Linked DNA regions of Mus musculus: region 2 is linked to region 1. A link is a contact called in public promoter capture Hi-C data. All regions are on one chromosome and are shown on one strand. Each heading gives the region's core, a stretch centred on a gene start, on an enhancer-like site or on the middle of the called end of the contact. The rest is flanking DNA. Distances are from core to core; before and after follow the strand shown. Region 1 holds the start of Tg (thyroglobulin). Region 2 overlaps St3gal1 (ST3 beta-galactoside alpha-2,3-sialyltransferase 1).

Region 1 (2,700 bases), core at 88-2,587:
GTACATACTTCTTAACTCCTCCCTCACAATCTTGAATCCTCAGTGGTTCTGACTAGCATTAGCCAGCAGATTGGGCCTATAGGAAGCTTGAGTAAGATACAGAAGCAGGAAGAGTATTCCATAGCTAGAGGTGAGGACTCTGCATGTAACTCCACAGCAGAGGGGAATAAGGTCTCTTGCACCATAGAGAAGAGGAATTTAGACGATAGTCTCATCTACAGGGAGGAATACAGTCCCAGGACCTCTGATTTGTCTGGGTACCTGCAAAAGCTCCTTTCAAAGAAGAGTTCCCTGGAGGGAAATGGCCTAGCAGCCCAGGCAAGGTATGAAAACTGGGTTGCCCAAGTAAGGGGCAGTTGCTGTTTTGCCCTACCAGAGAATTGGGGGTTGGGGGCCTTGAGCACCCTTGCCTCTATCTGGGCTTTCTCATGAAAAGCCATACACACTATGTTGTAAAGCAATTATGATAAAGTTTCAGCAAGAATTGGGGGAGAGCCCCTCAATGGAGAGTCTCTCCAACAAAATACCTAGATGGGAGGATAGAGAAGGAGCTCCTCCCCCCGGAAAATGACAACATAGGCCAGGAGTCTGAGGACCTTATCCATACAATTGGGGATAACAGGGATAAGATGTGAGAGGTTCTCCAGGGTATTTTAGGACCCTGGAGCTCCTAATATAGCCACTCTTACTGGAAACTTCCATCTTCAGAGCACTGGGGAACATATTCAGCCTGCTTCAGAAAGGCCTTCTCTCTTTGTAGCTCACAGGGGCGGAGTGGCTGTGCATCTACCTGGTACTCTGTGTGAAGGGAAGTGATATGTGAGAAGGGTACAGGTCTGCCCCTTTCCTCCCAGTCCTACACCCGTACCCCACTCCCACCCCTGACACAGACACCTTTACTTTACAGTCTTCACCTTCCCAGTCTTACTGGAAACCATTATTTCCATCCCCAGGATACTTTTAGCTCATTTAATCATTTGTGCTTTCCTGGGAGGTGATGGGAATGTCTTCATTCTCCTAGCTTTTTATCACTACTCTCAATATCCAGCTCTGGGACCTCAGGCGATTCAGCTCATCTCTCTGAACCTCTTTCATCTGAGCAGCAAAGAGCAAATATCTAGCCTCTGGGCATTTGTGAGGTTAGATGAGATCAGGCATGCTTAAGGGCCCTGGCCAGAGCCTAGCTGAACCATATGACTGAAACCTCCCTCCTCAAACTCATAGCCTCAGCATTAGCAAACTTACCAAAGATGTTGGCTGCTACCAGGCAGACTGAGCTCAACAAAGTAGAGACCCACAAGACCAGGGCCGTCATCCTGTCCCCTACTGGGATGAAGGGGTAGGAGCAATGTCCCATCTGAGTCTACTCATCAGGGAGCCTTTATAGCACAGTGGCAAGCAGTGCTCTCCTGTTCAAGGACACTTGACAGGGCAGTGGCTCACTTTGTTTTCTCTGCCAGTCACAGGAACTCCTTCTTCTTGAGTATGGTCCCACTAAGAATACTCAAGTGGTCAGTAGGGTGACCACTCCAGTCTATGGGGACAAGAAATGTGAGGTTGGCATTAAAACTTTTTTTTACAGGCAAATGCCAGGGTTCTGTACCCTTAGGAGTGACAGAAGTTCGATCATAAAACTGTGGAAGATAAAATACCTCCTCTTCCTCCTGATTCCCTCACTGTCTCCTCCTTCTCTCCCCTTCTTTCCTTCCTTCCTTCCTTCCTTCCTTCCTTCCTTCCTTCCTTCCTTCCTTCCTTCCTTCTGTTTAAAGCCTAATATCTGTAGGTAATACTGTAGAAAATGAAGCCATGGCAGAAAACAAAACAGGACAATTCTGTTGTCATTAATATTGAATTCAGAATCGTACTGAAGGAATCCAAGTATACCTCTTGCATGCATGAGCACACATGTATATGTGCACACCTTTCTCTAGTCCCCCTTTTCTGAGGACTTAACCCTGCCAAGCCAAGCTAGCAGAGGCAGGCAGTGGGATTCTTTCACACATAAGGCCCATATGTCCATGCACTGTCAGGATCAGCTTCTCTCCTTCTCAGCTGCCCCTGTGTAATGTATGAAAATGACCATTATTCCTGAGAAGAAGGAGGTGTCCTTCTTCTAAACGAAGCTGAGAAGATAGTGGCCATGCATACCTACTTGTCTGCAGGCTCTCTTCAAGGGAGCAAACAAAGAATTGAGGAAGGCGGCTCGTCCATACCATCACCATTGCTGTTATTACTTTCTCAATGTGCAAAGGGCATCATTATGCGGGGCAACGACAAATACACAGAACACAGGGCAGGACAAAGGGCAGAGGCCAGTGAATGATGTCTCAAGGGTGGAGTGGAGGAGGGGCACAGAGTCTGAATAATGGTATCCTTAAGAAAAGGAAGCAGCATTGTGGGAAGAGATCCTGTCTCCCACTGGGAAGACACCAAGGGCTCACACTGCACTGGATAGAGACCAAGAGGGGATGTTGGAGAGACCAGGCAGGTTAACTATGGCTTTCACAGCTTGACATAAATGCCCCAAATTGTCAACCATTCGAGCTGGTTTGGGCTGCCATCACAGAGTATTGTGGATTTAGTGGCTTACACAATGGCCAAGGTTCTCCTCAGAGCTCTGGGGACTGGAAGACTGAAAGGAAGGTGTCAGGGTTTGTTTCTGAGTCTCCTCTCTGTGGCTTATGGGTGCCAGGCAATCTC
Region 2 (2,827 bases), core at 21-2,520, 480 kb before region 1:
AGGACTCCTGGGAATCTGTCTTTCCTCTTCAGCCTCCTCAGGTCCCTGCCACCCTGGACACCACCTCAGATCTAGTTTTAAGCCAATGGAAACCAAAGATCCTCTATCTGTGGCCTTGAGGTGTTTTGACTTTGGGAACTTTTCCTCTTTCTCGATACTGGCCCAAATAGCTACTACTTACATTCCTACATGCTTCCACTTTACTAAGCAAGCACACCCAAATAGTTTTCAGCCCTTTCTGAAATCAATGGCTGGGTGAGGAGGAGGAAGGGGAAGGGGAGGGTAACAGAGCCAGCCTGCCTGAGATCCATTTGGCAAGCCTTTGTGTTACATCCCACAGCTCGTCCAAGAGGCTGTTCGGGGAAGACACGTCACTATGTTGCTCAATGGTTTTTGTGTAAACACTTTTTCTAAGCACTGAAATTACCCTCTGTGCTGAGAGTAATGGCGATCGGGAAAAAAAGCAGGAAAAGGACCTTTAAGTTAAGGCTGGTGACGCAAACTTGCTTTTGCTTTTTGTCCTTTAGAACAGAATCACCCTCCTGCACTTAGCAGTCTCTGCAGATGGGCAGTGTACTCAATAGGGCCTCTACGGGTCAGACTCTGTCTCTCCCCATCCCCCTTCAATCCTATGCTTGAGTCAAGGAGAGTCACTCTAAAAGTGTTCCTGGAATCACCTTGAAAAATCATTGCACTGCATGGTGGTTGTGTAATATTCTAGCAAACAACAGTAGAACTTGGAAGTTTCCATCCCTCTATTGCTGCGTACTTGTGTGTCATGCACATCAATACATATGATCACGCTGGTTACTGTTACCAGCCCTGTGATGTTGTGAGCATTTTCCTTCGTTTGTACTATGTCCCGGGGATGCATTCCCAGGACCAGTGGAACTGCTTTCAGAATTTCTCCCACCTGTTTGCAATTGTGACCTTGCTGGGGAAGGAAGCCAGGAAGATTGGGAACAGAAGCTGGAAGATGATCACAAGAGGCTGGGAGAGGGACAGGGAAGAAAAACCCAAGAAGATCCCACAGCACTGTGAGATCGTGTAACAGGCAAGTGGATCTTTTTTCTTCGGGGCTCAGTATCCAGGTCATGGAGGAACAGGAGCAAGGAGATGTCAAACAAAGAAGAGGCAGGGCATGGAGTCAAGGGAGTTTGTTTCTGATAGAACGAGAACCTGTTCTCCAATCTTGCATTCCTCAGGGGCTAGCATGTGGGTGGGACAGGATGTTTGCTAGCAGTTAATGAGCTACACTGGACTGTGACCCACTTCGGGTCATCTTGGGTTGTTGATAATCTACAGGATTATTGCAACAAGCGTGGCTCGTGGGTGCTTGCTCCAAATGTCTGCCGAGCCTGCGGGTCATTTGTACCTGGTGGTGGTACTTCAGGGCTCCAAGAAATTGAGAATGCCTATGGGCCATGAGAGGTGGAATGCCCACATCCCTTTTGAATTCAGGGGCTTCCAAGATTCCAGCATCTGGTGGAATCCAAATAGCTTTGGCTCTTCTAAATGTCCTGAAGTCCAGAAGAACTTCCTAGCATAAGCCACACTTCATCAGCTACCCATGACTTAGATGTGAGAATGAGCCAGGGAAGGGAGGGTCATACACACACACACACACACACACACACACACACACACAGAGAGAGAGAGAGAGTGCCCCAGGGATGGGTTTGCATGTGGCAGGAAAGGCATCTTCGGGGAAATTCCTCACCCAGCTGCAATGTACACACCCAGCTGCTGAAGTTTTTCCTATGCCTCACTTCCTTTTTCTATAAACTGACATAACAAGACCTACATGAAGGATGATTTTAAGAGTTAACAAGTTAATAGAATAAAACTCCAAGGGGCAAGTAGATCAGAAAGGCTACAGAACATGCATGTGTGCATGTATTTCTATACACATATTCACCTTGTATGCATGCATAGATGTGCATGTACTTACTTCATTCATGTGATGCATATATGTATGTCCACAAAAGCACTGGGTCATATGCACTGCATTTTACCATTGTGTTATGTGTATCATATGCATTTATAAATACATTAAATGTCCTGTGCACATACTAAAGCCATTTTAAACAAACCCCACTGGTCACTCCAGCAATTCACTTGCTTCTTATTTCTGAGACTTAGAGTATTTAGTAACCAGTTCCTCCTGCCTCTGTACCCAGATTGAGAGACACAGGGGGACAGAACCACCAGTATGTTCCGAGGTACAAAATGTACAGAATGTAATTGCAAAGGTGGGGTACACATGAGTGACCAGCTGCTAAGAGCCACCTGCTCTCCTCTGATTTCCTGAAGTCCCTCTTTAGGCTGGTGACAGCTGTGAGTTTGTCTCCTGCATTGTGCTGCTGTTTCTGCAGCACCAGGATACCTAGAAATCAACTCAGGAAACCCCAGGTCCAGCCCAGAGCCCACGGAGTCTCAGCTAGGAACATTTTCCCTCAGGACTCTCTGCCTGAATGCCCAGAGTGTGAGCTGAACCAAGGTGCAAGTGTCTCTACCCATGAGACTCTTTAGGACCTGACACCAATCTGGCCTTCCTGTTCAGACATAGCTGCACCTTGGGAGGAGGAAGGGAGTTCCCCAGACACCATTGCAGAGATCCTGAAGTGACAGTTGCCTGAAGACATACTATGAATGCCTGTGCTGGAGTGCCTGCCCCCTATATTTATTCAAAAATTCAGCTAACAGTAGGCAGTTCTGACTTTTATAAACCCCAACATAATTCTGGTGCAGCTCCACACTCTCAGCCCCTAGGGCCCTTCCCAAGGACAGTCCCCTCAGGGACTTTTGTTTCCTTGTCCCCAGATGC

Evidence for each region. Promoter capture Hi-C pulls out the DNA fragments that hold promoters and counts their contacts.
Region 2: a contact with region 1 is called in a promoter capture Hi-C map of 3T3-L1-derived adipocytes, with 4 times the contacts expected there. The contact joins the enhancer-like site here to the promoter of Tg in region 1. A contact is called at or near these places in 7 of 39 promoter capture datasets (the 3T3-L1 cell line, 3T3-L1-derived adipocytes, HPC-7-derived erythroid cells and 3 more), 2 of 115 datasets of contacts at active chromatin or transcription factors (large pre-B cells and thymic regulatory T cells) and 1 of 9 other capture datasets (embryonic stem cells).

The regions. Positions count from the first base shown.
Region 1 is chr15:66,669,407-66,672,106 of GRCm38.p6, reverse strand. It overlaps Tg (thyroglobulin), which reads right to left and starts at 1,337. Exons shown (of 48, transcript NM_009375.2): 1 at 1,246-1,337; 2 at 690-798. The coding sequence starts at 1,315.
Region 2 is chr15:67,144,419-67,147,245 of GRCm38.p6, reverse strand. All of the region lies in intron 2 of St3gal1 (ST3 beta-galactoside alpha-2,3-sialyltransferase 1), which reads left to right. Among named protein-coding and RNA genes, the nearest start is that of Gm31400, 24 kb to the left of the region's middle. Within about 2 kb of position 1,270, at least 158 of the 459 cell types and tissues checked have an H3K27ac peak or open chromatin away from gene starts, as enhancers often do. A contact at or near this core is called in 3T3-L1-derived adipocytes and thymic regulatory T cells, where this site is marked.